Regions from separate parts of the Mus musculus genome. Here region 2 is linked to region 1. The links are chromatin contacts, called in public HiChIP or PLAC-seq maps. All regions are on one chromosome and are shown on one strand. Each heading gives the region's core, a stretch centred on a gene start, on an enhancer-like site or on the middle of the called end of the contact. The rest is flanking DNA. Distances are from core to core; before and after follow the strand shown. Region 1 holds the start of 1700016J18Rik (a long non-coding RNA gene). Region 2 holds the start of Snx3 (sorting nexin 3).

Region 1 (7,550 bases), core at 1,302-3,801:
GGTTGCAACTAGAAATGATTTCAAACTGGGAGAGAGACCTTGGCAGGCTTGTGGAGGTAACAGCACTTGAGCTAGGTTCAGAAAAATGGGCTAACTTTGAGGATGTGACAGTGTCCCCGGGGGGAGGAAAAAAAGTGGGTGAGCCAAGAAAAAGAATCATGAGCACAGTGGGTATGCATGGCGCAGCACACTCCAAGCATAAAGTCATGTGGGGACCAGAGGGAGGGCGACATGGCGGTAAGACACAAAACACAAGCTGATGCGCAGATCGAAGAACTTGATTTGGTTGATGGGATTTGGCAAGCGTGGGCTGGAAGGAGAAAAGAGAGGGAGGAAAAGGACAGAACTGGTAAGTTTATATATAACTGCTCCTCTCCATCTACCCGGGAGTCACTTCTCCAGGAACCTTCCCAGGTTTAATGGCCTTTGTACAGCTGCTGTGAGGTCCCTAACTGGCCTCTGTCTTAACTCTGTCCACAGTGTTAGAACTAACTGCTCACACTGCCAGTGCTATTTCCTACCCTCGGACTCTGAATCCCAGCCCTCCATAGGGGCACAACCGAAGGCTAAATACACCTGAGCTGAGAAATTCCCGGATGAAGGCTATGTGGTGTCTTTAATTGGAGATATGTGCTGTAGTCGATTATAAAGGTACATTGCAGTTTATTTCTGACAGCATCTGATCTGTGAAGCCCTGTGGCAACAGGAATTCAAATATAGCCGCCTCTCCCTTCCCTGTTGCTCAAACGTGTGGGACTGGACAAATGACTCCGGAGAGACAGTGACATCAAGGGTGACGGGCACCAAGAACAGAGGGGACAGTCAGAGACAACACAGAATGGACAGATCCACAGGGGTCAGAGGGAGGCCAGGAGCCCTTTCAGAAGAAACCAGAAGAGTTGTGAACTCTGGAAAGAAGAGGGAGGCTAAGTTGTCGCTTGCATCTCACTGTTTGGTCTGTGGTATCAGATGCGACCACTACAGGATGAACATCATCTGCAGGACGATGGGGAACACCCAAACGGGTTTGTTGTTGCTGTTTTAATGTGTATGGGTGTTTTGCCTGTGGATATGTCAATGCACCACAAGCATGCAGTGCCTGCCAAGGCCAGAAGACAATACTGCATTCGCTGGGACTGGACTTGTGAGCCACTGTGTAGGTTCTGGGAATCAAACCCTGGTCCTCTAGAAGAGCAGCCAGTGGTCCTAACCACTGAGTCATCTCTCCAGACCCACGTGTTATTTGCATGTGTTACTTTCTTCTTCTGGCCTCAGAGGGCATTACAGGCACACTGTACACACACATACACACAGGCAAACATTCATACACATAAAACAAGAATAAATATATCTTTAAAAACCCCTATCTCTACTGTTTGCTACCAACAGCCACCAGAGCCACCTCCTTCATGTTAAAGACAACATTGCCCATCAACATTGCCGACATAGGGTTTGCTGGTGCACCCTCTTTCCCCAGCAAATCAAACACTCAGGGCTCTTTCCATGACTGAATTACTTTGGCATTAAATGAGCATCCAAACAGGTGCAAGAAAAGTGCTTAGATGTCAGAGCAAGTGTTAAGTCCCCCGAGGATCTGCAGCTCTGTGACCTTGAAGGGCATTAGACATCTCTATACCCGAGTTCTCTTCTGTTAAAAAAGCATGGATAATGACCAACTCTCAGGGCAGCTTTCAGCATTGCATGAAATGTCCAAATGCTTTAGCACGATGCTAGCTAGCTCTTACAATACTAAGAAGTACTGTCCAAGTGCTGGCTGGTCAAGAAAGATCTTCCTAGAATGAAAATACTCACCAACAAGAGAAGTCACAAAAGAGACTATCTGTCCAATGTTTTCATGCATATCATAAATTTAAATTTTCAACTAGAGAATACCATCCTTGATTTAAAAACAAAATAAAAACAAACAAACAAAAAAACCCAGCGTTTTTATCTGAATGTCAGTTATCCCAAATCTATGCAAACTGCTAGTCAAAACCTTAGGGATTTACAAAAATGGGATACATATAGTGTGACTTATTTTCTACCAAACGAAAAGAATATGATGTCGGGATGGAAGAACCTGCGGTAATACTTGTGGCATGGGTTGTAAGGGGCATTCTGTATACATACGGTGTAATTAATATTGTTCCACATACACTTTATTGAGGAGTCATTTGTTACCTAGGAAAATCCTAGTTTGTTCTTGTGGCCTGCCTCCACAGAGTCCCTTAGTCTATCACTCTCTCATTCAACCAGTGTTACTGGTTACTCCTGTTAAATACCAGGCAACTGACTAAATGCTCACAGTTACAGAAGCTGACTCCTGTGCAGACCCCGAGAGTATGCAGCAGCACCCCTCGACCCTATCTGGGAACAGAAGAGAGACTGCAGGAGGGGTCCCTGGTGAACCTGCAGGGGACTCCTCACCTCCCGCACGCACAGCTGCTCTCCCACTCCCGGAAAAGCCCGCTCCTTCACCGGTCCAGGTTAGGGCCGAGCGCCTCAGCATCCTCACCTCGCCCTCCCGCCCTCCCGCGCACCGCCTTTGCCCTGCTGGCTAGCATCTCCATGGTAACCGTACACAAACCACCTTTCGCTGCAGGCCGAGCGGTCAGCCTACAGATCCAGGACGCCGCAGAGCGAAGCGGGATGCGCTGGAGTAGGTGCTGGTTGGGGAATCCGGGCTCGACTCAAAACACCTGTGACAAGCGCTAGACACTTAGACCCCGGCGGAGTGTGACGGCCTTCCCGCTCTCGCAGGGCAGCAGGGACCAGGAGGAGGGGCGGGGCGGGGCGGGGCGGGGCGGGGCGGCCCTGCTCCACTCTCCGCCACTGAGCCTGCGCCAATCCCTCTAGCCACGCACGCGTAGCAGCGTCGAGGCGTGGCGAGGGCCCGTGCGGGAGCGCGGGCAGGAGCATACCCACAGGGGAAAGGCAAGAATGGGTGGAGGGGAGTCTTCTTTTACATTAGCAATATGTTCAACCATGTTTGTTTCTCCCCGTAGGATCTCCAAGACTGTTAAACAACTGGCAGAGGAACAATGTAGTGTTTTGGGAAAGAGTCGGTTATTGATTATAGACGTCAACGTCCACCTGGAACGGTTCCTTAGCATCTCATCTCTTATGCTTCAGGCAGAGAGTGCTATCCCTGTGTGTGAATAGCTGAATCGTGGGCCGTAGCAAAATAAATGTGAAGAGCTGTGAATGTAGCAGTGAATGTTAACCTGTTGGATATCATTAACTCCTTGCATTTGGGCAGCACTCAACCGTTTGTAGAGCGAGCTCACAACAGAGCAACTAGGGACCCAAGGTGAGATCAGGAAGGAGCGATTTAAGTCTTGGGTTGCTATGGCTAGTCGCTGTGTGTTCTTACTGAATCACTACAACCCAACAGGGGAAGAAAAAAAAAAGAGTCCTGTGTATATGTTTCTAATTCAAACTCTGTTTGCGTCTACACTGGATCATTGGGTAACACTTGTGAAATACAAGCGAGGCATAAGCTCTAAATTTACACTACGGTATATAAACATAGGGATTATCAGCAAGTGTTGTCAACACTGGGAAAATGCCGTATTCCATGGTGCCAAGGGTCTTGTAAAGAATAACTAAATTGTATCTATTTTGCACAGTTAATACCTTTGATGAGAAATGACACCTGGAACACTGAGTAAAGGTTTTCCAAGTGCTTAACAAGATTTCCCACATCACAGACAAAGAAAACTCAATCATTGATGAAGTTTAGGATCCCAAACTAAATATTATTTTTCACTGGGAACAGGATCTATCCTATGAAGTCCCATTTGTGTGTCACCAGACTCAACTGTGCAAAAGGACATTGCCTGTTGTATAGAAAGCATAACTAGCATTTTGATCTCATAGTTTGTGAGATATGATAAAATACAAGTCCATTTGGGTCTCTTGGTGGCTGTTTATAAATACAGGTGTCTATCTGACCCTTCATGGAGAGTCAGACTTCTCCAAATGTTTTGTTATTAAATGACTGGTAATCTGATATTAACTCAACCTCAACATCTTTCTGAATGATGGTGGGTGAAAAATGAGTATATCGATAGCCAATAGAAATTCAGCTTTACATCTTCTTCTCACCCCAGATTTGCGGTCCACAGTGAGCCTTCCCAAACGTTGCAGTAGCTGGCTTCTAAGTCTAAAAGTCTCATCTCCACTGAAACATGAGCTTACAAACCTGTAAAACAGACATGGCTTGGACCTATAATCCCAGCATGTGAGAAACTTAGACAGGAGGATTACCTTAAGTTCCAAACTAGCCTGAGCTGCACAGTGAGACCCTGTCTCAGAAGACAAAACAAGACATCAAAACCAAATCTGTTTGTTTGTTTGTTTTTTTACCAACAATTGTTATCTATGGTCTTGTGTCTAAAATGTTCATCTAAACTAGACCTTGTAAGCAAACCATTGAAATATGAAGCCAGTCAACCCAGCAGGCCAGATGTCAGCCAAGCAGGCTAGAAGAACCGAAAAGAATGACAGAGACAGAGTTATAGGAAATAATTACTTGAAGAGATAAATGGCATATACCTTAGTTTACTGTAGAACAGTCTATGGGAAAATATTTAGGCTACTTACTACACAGAGGCCTATGTGGCTGATTTGGATGTTCCTCCAAAATTCTACACAGATGGGATTTTGTAAAGAAGGGATGACTAAACTGTGTTTCATAGACCTTAGGGGAAAATGATTAGTTATAAATATAATATACTTATAGAGTTTTATTTGTAGTTTCCAAATTGATTTCATTTGGAACATCTCCTTCTGTTGTCTTCTTTGGAGTTTATAATAATCTGGAAAGGTTCTTTGATGATTTATTTATTTGTTCTTATTTCATGTATATTGGTGTTCTGCCTAAGTGTCTGGGTGAGGCTCTTGGATCCTCTGGCACAGATAGCTGTGACCTGCTGGGAGTTGAGCCCCGGTTCTCCAGAAGAGCAGCCAGTGCTCTCAACCACTGAGCCATCTCTCCAGCCCTCTATTTGGATTTGAAGTCGGAGATTTAGAAGCCTAAGTAATCTGTTCACAGCGCGCCCGCAGCTTGTAAAGGGATGTAAACTGGTGTTCTTGGTACCAAAGTCCAGTAGACTGTCCTGCCATTGTACATACATAAACGTAATATTTCAGTCCAGGGATGAGAGGTTCTCCCTAGCCTGTGATGGGCTCTAGGCATCGAGAGGAAACTTCAGAAACTTCACCTGATAATATTCCCACCGAACTTCTGGGTACTGAGTTAACAAGAGGAGTCTGTAAGTGGTAAATTGACAATATAAGTATTTGAGCTCTCTGCTATGAAAAATAAGCAGGGGTCCGGGTAGGTCTGGAGAGATGGCTCAGCAGTTATAAGTGCTTGCTGCTCTTGCAGAAGACTAGAGTTTAGCTTCAGGAACCCACATAGAGTGTCTTACAACATCCTGGAACTCCAGCTCCAGGGAGCAGTCGTGTGCATACACACGCATGTGTGTGTGCGCGCACACACACACACACATACACACACAATGCAAAAGATTATAAACTCTAAGTGACTTTTATTTGCAGACCCTAATAGAGTTCACAGCTTATACCAAGTATACCTTGTACTTAATATCTATTTCTTATGTTGACTTCTCTCTTAGGTATACCCTTGAAAGATACAGATTAAACAATTTGTTAATTTTTCAGATTCCTTCCTTGCCATAATTCTATGACTATGACAGAGATGTAACTTTTAGGAAATAAGTGCCTCTGGAATAAAGGAGTAAAGAGTGCCAGCTTAAAATGCTAACGCTCAGTTCAAGATGTCCAGTCAGTTAATTATATAATCACACAACCCATGTAAAGAATTCATCAAACTGAGAGCTCATGCGATCCTTGCATACAAATTCAAAAGCACCGATGCGTTTAAATGTAATTCTGCAGAACTCCACAGCTCGAGGAGAATCCACTAAATTCATGGAACTTGATAGAAAGCACCAACTCAAAGGGTCACACCACAAACCTCTGTTTGCTGGGGCTCAGCAGTTGCCGGTGCACCTAAGAATGATGACGCGTTTACACACTTTACCCATAACACGTTGCTTCTGCCAACCTGGTCATGAGCTGGCAGAGCTCAAATACTTGGCAGTGATCCTAATGAGGAAGGCTCTATTCAGTTACCACATCAGTACAAACGGATGCAACCATTAGTGTTTCGTCGGAGGGAAGGGAGGGGTCCTAGTGTTCCAGAGTATGGAGGGCTCTTTGAGAGGCTTCATCCTATGCATCTGCTGCTGTGCCTCGTCCATGTTAAGTCTTTAAAGAGAAGTAGAAAACAGCCAACTCACCTGTGAGACATTACTGCCCGTGCAGTGTCTTTTGACAGTAGTCACCTGAAAATAACACACAGTTCTACCCAAAGGAGCTTAAACACCAAGCCTGTGGTGTGCTAACTTGTTTAGCAATCATCTGGAAGTGGACGGTTCCACTGTGTTGCCCAGCCATCAGCATGTGTCAGCCATAGCTCCCAGTGCGGTCACAGATGGTTATGGCATCCATCACTGAGCTGTGCATTCTCAGCCCACAGTGTCCAGAGTCAGCAAGAAAAGTGGGTGGACCCTCTTCATCTACATCAGTAGAATAGGAAGGATTACATTTCCCAGGGACCTAGAGAAGCACTTCCACAGTAGGCACAAGGCCCTAAGATCAATTGTGGGGCAAGTGGACTCTGTCACCAGAACAAAGAACTGGTAAGGCTGAGTGAGCTCAGGCCCCGGGAATCTCAAATTTGAGAATGGCAGTAGAGCCATTCCCTGCCTACCTCTAACTGCTCTGGAACAGGTAACCACGACACCCCATGAGAGGACCATGACAATCAGCCACATAAGAAAACACCTGAAGTCCTTCCCCATGCAAACAGAGCATCGCCAACACCTCAAACTAAGTCAGTGGGAACCATCGACTCCTGAGTCCCACCACTCCTCAGTGTTTATATAGTCCCTGCCCCCATGGAATAAAATATACAAGCTATTTCACCGAGGATCATCTGAGAGTGGCTGTTTTACTGAGCTGTAACACTTGGGGAAGAGTTCTCTCTCCCAAAGCCTTCATCGCTGGATCTTAAACCTGCCTGGCAGGCCAGGCTCTCTCCCCGGCTGCAGGCTGCCCATCCTCCTTGCTTCTCTTCCAGCTGTGTAACACTTCTGCTTTCCTGGCCAGACCGAGACCCGTGGAATCTGTTCGTCCTGGTTCTGCTTCACCCTTTGGGCAGATAGAGGACAGCAAGCAATCAATCCCCAGCAACAAACACACACACACACACACACACACACACACACACACACACACACACACCATACATACACACCTACACACACAACACATACAACACATATACAAACACATCACACACACCACATACAACACTCATACACACAGACACACTACAAAACACACACCACACATACCACATACACCACCCACCCACACACCATCACATACACACACCACCACCCACCCACCCACCCACACACTACATACACCACACACACACACACACACACACACAC
Region 2 (7,550 bases), core at 3,502-6,001, 480 kb after region 1:
TGTCTCTGTCTCTCTCTGTCTCTCTCTCTGTGTCTGTCTCTGTCTCTCTCTCATGTATATATATGAGCTGATCTGTTAGAAGCAAGGATGCACTGATATAAGAGGGCAAAATAAGAGATTTCTAAACTGGGCGTGGTGGCGCACGCCTTTGATCCCAGTATTTGGGAGGCAGAGGCAGGCAAATTTCTGAGTTCGAGGCCAGCCTGGTCTACAGAGTGAGTTCCAAGACGGCCAGAGCTATACAGAGAAACCCTGTCTCGAAAAAAAAAAAAAAAAAAAAAAAAAAAGAAAAGAAAAGAAAAACAAACAAACAAAAAAAAAGAGATTTCTCAGGTGTATTGACATCTCAAATGAAATTGTTAACTGTGAATTTGCTAAGGTGCTATTCAGTAAGGAATTTTCTTGAGGACTGCCTGGAGATGGGTCAGAATGTGAGGATTAAAGAAAGGGCTTTGAATTGGAAAAAGATCTAGAAGAGACAAGGCTGATCTTTGCCACCCTAAATCTTCTTAGTGTGCTGTGGTTCCAGATCCTGACTCTCTGGACGTCCAATTACTTGCTTTTGTTTCCCTCTGAGATTTCTGGGTTTGGAGAAGTAACCTTCTAATCAAATAAGAAGGCAGTTGATAAAATACACCCGTAAGCGACATTTAAGATGAAAACATTAAGATGAAAATTATAAATTGGGTGGAGTGGTAGAGGCCTCTGTCAGATGCATATATTTGATTAAAATATTTGGGCCCACACTTTTTGCTTATTGTCCATTTGAATTTCCTTTTTTCAGAGGTCATATGTAATACTGATAAGCACTGACATCTCCCTTTTGAAAGGGGGTCTCACTGTAGCTCTGGCTAGCCTGGACTATGCTATATATAGACCAGGCTGGCCTTGAACTCTCAGAGATCTATCTGTCTCCTGAATGTTGAGAATAAAGAAAGGCATGAGCCACTACACCCGGCTTCCTCCATTTTTCATTAGAACACTTTTGCTCTGTGTTGTGTGTGTGTGTGTGTGTGTGTGTGTGTGTGTGTGTTTGAAACGGGGTTTCTCTGTGTAGCCCTGGCCATCCTGGAACTCACTCTGTAGACCAGGCTGGCCTCGAACTTAGAAATCCACCTGCCTCTGCCTCCCAAGTGCTGGGATTAAAGGCATGCACCACCACTGCCCAGTTTGCTGTGTATTTTTTATCCTGAAAGTTATGCATTTACTGATAGGTTATTTCTTCACGGCTGGTGAAATGAGATAATTCAAGCTAGATTAGATTATATTAAAAACAGGTTTATTGGGAAGCTGCTCTTGGGAGGTCAGGTTCACTGGCCCCAAGGACCTAGGCCAGGGAAAATCGCCATGTGGAAAGGAGGGGAGGATGGGAAGGGAGAGAGAAAGAAAGGGCATGCGTGCAGAGAGAGAAGAAAAGAAGAGCACAAGACATTTGGATTTTATAGGGAGGAGCCTCTGGGGGAAGGGCAGTCCAGCCCCTGGGCTGGAAAGTTCAAGCTTGGGGACAGGGTAAGCCAGGTAGGGACTGAGGGATGCTGGGAGAACTGGAGGCCAGGTCTGCTTTGGTCTGTAAAATGTGCACCTCAGTCCCAGGTCGGGGAGTCCTGAAACCAACCACTTCCCTGACTGGGTTTGGAATCACTAAGGACACAGACTTTACAAGTGTGTGAGAGTGTTTCCCAAGAGGTTAAACTGAAGGAGGAAGCAGCATCACCACCAATGGATTAGGGGCTGTGCCTGAATAAAAACTGAAAAGAAAATGCCAACATTCACTGTTTTCTGCTTCCGGGTCTCCCAGCTGTGAGGAGTCCCGGCTGTGTGCCCCTGCCTGTCTGCCCCTCCACCCCTACAACCTCTGCTATGCCTTCCCACTGTGACAGACTGTGCTCTCTTAAACCCCGAGCCAAGATAAATCCTTTTCTCCTTACATTGTTTCCTGTTGGGCATTTTGTCACAGCAAAAACTCAGAGTAACTAATACAGTTGTTTCCCACATTGTTTAAGACAGACACTCTTCTCTAGAGGTTCTAAGTTCTACAACTTTCCAATTTTCTCTCTCTCTCTCTCTCTCTCTCTCTCTCTTTTGAGACAGGATCTCAATATGAATCTCAAGATGGTCTCCAATGAAGAGTTTCGTGCCTCAGTCTTCTGACTGCTAGGATTATAGGCACATATCTCCAAACCCAGCACCTATTATTTCTAGTCATGGTCTCGGGTGTCCAAGCTGGCTTTGAACTCTTGTTTCTCTTTCTTCCACTGAGTGCTAGGATCACAGCCATTTAATGTGGTGCTGGGATCGACCCCACGGCCCCATTGCACGATAGGCAGCCATTCTCCCAACCACACTGTATTCAGACCCTCTCTTTATTAATTTAACTCTTGAACTCAGTTTTTGAGAAAAAGTTCTCATGCAAATCTCTGAATTTGGTATGTACCCCAGGGTGTCCTTGAAGTCCACATGCTTTCCCACTGAGTTCTGAGATTTGGTTATTTTGGTCATTGTTATGAATCAGATTCATTGTTTTCTCTGTTTGTTTCTTTAAAACTTTTTCTGTTGCCATTATAACTAGGCATTTGTCTAGACAATACAAAATTACTGTTACTTTCACTTAGCCACTGTATTCTCTTTAATTCTAGATTATTCTCTCTCCCCTGTATGTATGTGCACTATGGTGTGTCTATGTGTGTCTATGTGTGTGTAGCAAGCATGGTGTGTGTAGGTGTGTGTCTATGTGTGTGCATGTGTGTATATGTGTGTGTTTATGTATGTGTGTCTGTGTCTATGTATGTGTCTATGTGTGTCTACGTGTGTATGTGTGTATATGTGTGTGTCTATATATGTGTGTCTGTCTATGTCTGTGTGTGTATGTGTGTGTCTATGTCTGTGTGTGTATGTGTGTGTCTATGTCTGTGTGTGTATGTGTGTGTCTATGTCTGTATGTGTGTATGTGTGTGTGAATGTGTGTGTCTATGTATGTATATGTGTGTGTATGTGTCTATGTGTGTATGTGTGTGTGTGTGGGAGGGCACTCAAGCATGTTGTGTGTAAGCCAGCATCCATGTACTCTTTCATTACTCTTAGTTGTTTCTCTGAAGTATCAAGTCTCTCTGAGCCTGGAGCTCCTTGTTTTGTAGTTCTCTACCCCAACTCACCCCACCCCAACCCAGGCTAAGAGTTTTCAAAACCTGAGTGACTCCCCTATCTCCTCACCCCACCCCACCCCACCCCACCTCACCCCCACAGTGTTGTAGTTACTGGTACTGCAAGTCTTGTTGTTGCATGAATTTGGGGGTCCAAACTCAGGTCCTCGTACTTGCACGACAAGCACTGTTAATCAGTAGCCCGTATCTCCAACTCTTTTCAGATCTGTATTCTCCTGTACTCTGGAAATAAACTAACTTTGGAACTTGCTAGCTTTATGGTTGTGCTACACTGCTGTTTTTGTAGGCTGACTTGAAGGGACTCTAAGGTCACGTGACGCTGCCTAGGCCACGTAATGGCTTTGTTCAGGTATTGGGTTGACAACCGGATGCACTAGCTCCTGGTATCCTGGTTCTTGGCACTCCCCTATCTTCCTGTCTCCCTTCAGCTTCCTGAGTCTTTCCCTGGTCCTTTTTTCCATTTTGTATAAAGGCTTCTCTAAGTAGCATTCCAAGTACAATTTGAGATTTACCGCTTAAAAACAAAACACATTTACCAGGATTTGTGGGAAACAAGAGTGGCCGCTTACCCAGACAGGGTTCCCGGCCTTCATCTTGTCTTTCTTATTTTGCTTTCTTATTTCAGGGGCCAGACCAGTCTTTAGGCACTGTTTGACCTTAGTTTGAGCTTATCAGGTTTAAAAAATTCCACTCCCTTATTTACTGCTTCGAATCTATCAGTGTAGAACAGGGTGACCTTGAAACTTCTGAGTCTCAGCCTTCTGAGTGCTGGCATTACATTATGCCGGGATTAATGTCCTTCTTGGGGACTGGACCCAGGACTTTATGAATCCTAGGCAATCAATCTACCAACTGAGTTACATCATCATTTTTTGTTTGTTTTTTGAGGGCTACTGTGTAGCCCTGGCTGTCAACTCACTCTGTAGACCAGTGGCCTAGAACTCAGAAATCCCGCCTGCCTCTGCCTCCACCACGCCTGGCTAAAAAGCCTTTTGTTTTGTTTTGGTTTTGTTTTGTGTTTTTTTCAAGACAGGGTTTCTCTGTATAGCCCTGGCTGTCCTGGAACTCACTTTGTAGACCAGGCTGGCCTCGAACTCAGAAACCCGCCTGCCTCTGCCTCCCAAGTGCTGGGATTAAAGGCCTGCGCCACCACCGCCCGGCTCTCCCTTGGTTTTTAAAGATAAGGTCTCATGTAGCCCAGGCTGGCCTCGAGCTCCTGATTCTCCGCTCTCCATTTGCCAAAGGTCAGGATTACAGATGTGTACTGATTCATTTGAGACGTTTATTAAAGGTTTCTAGAAATGAATTTCCAGGGATCACAGTGATGCACTGGATTGGCTGTCTTACAGCATAGGCAGTTTTGTCTCCTCCCTGCCGTCCCAACGACTGCCTTCACTGCGCCAGAACAGCTAAAATCGTTTCCGGAGTCCCTCCCCGCAGAGAAGCTGGGTCAGAAAAGCCGGAAACCCACACCTCCTCCCCAGAGCTCCCCTACTACGCCTGCGCGTCACTCGGCGGCGGCGCGCTCGCCCGAGGCATTGTGGTTATTGTAGTCTCCCCATATCCTTGGCGCCCACAGTCCCGTGACGCCGCCGCGCCTCAGCCCCACCCCGCAGTGTCCCTCGGGGCCGCCGCGGGGCCTGCGAACCGGGCGCGGCGTTCAGGCCAGTCAGCTGTTTCTCCCTGGGCAGAGGGCGGAAGCCCGAGCAGCCTGGGGCGGAGCTTCGCGCGGAACGAACGCCCACCCGTCCTACGTGCTCGTTCGTCTCCGTTCGCTGCGCGCGAGCCGGGAGTCCCCGCGGCGGGCGGCGGTGGCGTTGGCGGAAGGCGGTGGAGAGAAGCCCGCGGCTGCCGCGGCGACAGCGAAATGGCGGAGACGGTAGCGGACACCCGGCGGCTCATCACCAAGCCGCAGAATCTGAATGACGCCTACGGGCCGCCCAGCAACTTCCTCGAGATCGACGTGAGCAACCCGCAGACCGTGGGGGTCGGCCGGGGCCGCTTCACCACCTACGAGATCAGGGTCAAGGTGAGGCGTCCGCCCCTCTCCCGCATCCCTCGCTCCGGGGCCGCCAAGTCCCGCCGGACCCCGGCGCGGGGCCTTGAGGTCTCAGCGGCCGCCCAGGCCAGACGCCCCTGCGAGGCAGCTTGTCTGCGGGCGGAGGCGTGAGCCAGGGTTTCGCTCGCTCTCCGTGGACAGTTTGTATGGGGACCAGCTCGCTGGCTCCGGTAGAAGGTGCTGGAAGACGAGGGCGTGGGTTGAGCTCTGCTAGCCGAGATCTCAGGCAGCTGATCTGGGCTTGACATTTGAGTTGAAGAGGTAGATCTTTCGAGAACACTGTTCTCCGAAAAGAGAGCTAGGTGTGACTGAGGAAGAAAGGGGGAGGGGGGCGTGTGTGCGCAAAGTTGAAGCCCTCTCTCCCTCCCTGTCTCTTTTTTTTTTTTTTCCTGGACGCTTACCAAGACGTAGTGAAGCCAAGCTTAGCTGCTCTTTCCAGGCCTGTCTCAAGCTACAGTAAGAGTATCCTGGGCCGTACACGTCTGTGAGCAGAACTTGATGGCGAGTTCACGGGAGCGCGTCAGATTTTTGTGGTAGGGCTCAACCAAGCGGTTAGCAGCGATGAGAAATGGTTGACCTTAGCATGCTTGGCTGTCCTGCTGAAGGCCTAGGTGTGTGGAATGTCATCTTCCTCAGTGTCCAAAAAAGCAACTGCCCGGGACTAGGGAACCCTACTCATCTAAGTGTCTGGCTTTAGCTTTTTCACTTCAACTGAAAAAAGGAATAGGGTGAAGTAGAAACGTACTCTTAGAATCCCATAACTAATGGGGTTTTGGCAGTAAGTAATTTAGATGATTCGAGGGACACTAAATGAAAGTACTGCTTTTTTTACTCTGTAGAGCAGGATGGAAGGGTTTTTCCACATTTGAAAAAAAAACTTATTAAATTAATTCATTGCTAAAAATTAAATATTAAATAGTAACCATGAGAATTTTGGCCTTAGAGGACTCATGATCATTGTTAACATTAGCCTTTTTTTTTTTTTTTCGAGACAGGGTTTCTCTGTATAGCCCTGGCTGTCCTGGAACTCACTCTGTAGACCAGGCTGGCCTCGAACTCAGAAATCCGCCTGCCTCTGCCTCCCGAGTGCTGGGATTAAAGGCATGCGCCACCACGCCCAGCTTAACATTAGCTTTTATGTGAAGGAATTTCTTATTAAAGTAAGCACTTTTTGTGTGGTAAACAGAATTTGCCATCCTAGTCATTTTTAAGTTGTACGGCCCAGGAGTGCTGTATATATTTAGCTTGTGAAACTTACACACTTTTAAAGAATGGTTGAACTAATCAAACTTTTTTCCCCTATGAGATAGAATCTCATATGTAGGCTCCTGACTGGCCTTGAATTTACTATGTAGACCAGGCTGGCCCCAACTGCTGGAATTAAAAGTTGTGTGTCTCTCTGTCTTTGGATCATCAAACTTTTGAGATATTAAGCTTAAATGGCCTGGTTTTTCAGGCTACTCATTGAACTGTATAGATGTGTAAAACATGAGCCAAATTAGTATCTTGTTTTCTGAAGATTGCAAAATTCAGGCTTCCGTGGACCTAGGGAAATAAATTCTTACCCAAGCCTGTTTTAAAGGGGGATAATTTTCGGTGCTAGGGTGACAGCTCAGTGCTCAAGAACACTTAATTGATTTGGATTTGAGTTCAGTTCCCTGCACCCACATAACGTGGCTCACACACCTCTCACTGCAGGTTCAGGAGTTCCAATGCCCTCTTCTGGTCCCTTTGAGCACCTTCAGACACGTGGCACATAGACATTCATACTTTAAAAAAAAAAAAAACCTAATAAAATTTTTAAAAGGTGATTTTTTTTTTTCTTTTTAGCTTTGGGGATGATTTTTGTCATTAATATATGGCCTGTCACAAAAAAGAACTTCCTCTTTTGCCTTTATTCACCAGCATGTTTTTCCCTGTGTTAGCATGAAACTTGGTATTCCTGTTTCTGAACTTCCATGGCTACTGCTTCCTGTCCCAGTTGAGTTGGATCCGCCCTCACTTCCTCCACATAAGGAGAGTCAGTGCTTATCTTGCTGAGTAGTCGTTAAGGGATCCTAGTAGATGACTCTTTCCTAAAATACTCGAGCCTTTATTTCCAAAGAGTGAATATGACATTGGGATATAACTATGAACGAACGGCCTGGCTCCGGACGTAGAAAACAGTCCTTTTTAAGAGTGATTAGTGAGTTAGATAATTAAATAAACTGTATACTTACTCTGCTTTATTTTTTCTTGTTTCTTTTTTTTTCTTTTCTTTTTGGTTTTTCGAGACAGGGTTTCTCTGTGTAGCCCTGACTGTCCTTGAACTCACTCTGTAGACCAGGCTG

Evidence for each region. HiChIP or PLAC-seq counts read pairs in DNA pulled down with a chosen protein or histone mark.
Region 2: an H3K4me3 HiChIP or PLAC-seq map of bone marrow-derived macrophages shows a contact between it and region 1, with 3 times the contacts expected there. The contact joins the promoter of Snx3 here to the promoter of 1700016J18Rik in region 1. A contact is called at or near these places in 4 of 39 promoter capture datasets (embryonic stem cells, liver, neutrophils and 1 more), 4 of 115 datasets of contacts at active chromatin or transcription factors (bone marrow-derived macrophages, embryonic stem cells, large pre-B cells and 1 more) and 1 of 9 other capture datasets (liver).

What each region holds. Positions count from the first base shown.
Region 1 is chr10:42,015,603-42,023,152 of GRCm38.p6, forward strand. 1700016J18Rik (a long non-coding RNA gene) reads left to right here and starts at 2,552. Exons shown (of 3, transcript XR_871596.3): 1 at 2,552-2,659; 2 at 3,006-3,310. It overlaps Armc2 (armadillo repeat containing 2), which reads right to left and starts at 2,780. Exons shown (of 18, transcript NM_001034858.3): 1 at 2,591-2,780.
Region 2 is chr10:42,497,303-42,504,852 of GRCm38.p6, forward strand. It overlaps Snx3 (sorting nexin 3), which reads left to right and starts at 4,752. Exons shown (of 4, transcript NM_017472.4): 1 at 4,752-5,190. The coding sequence starts at 5,029.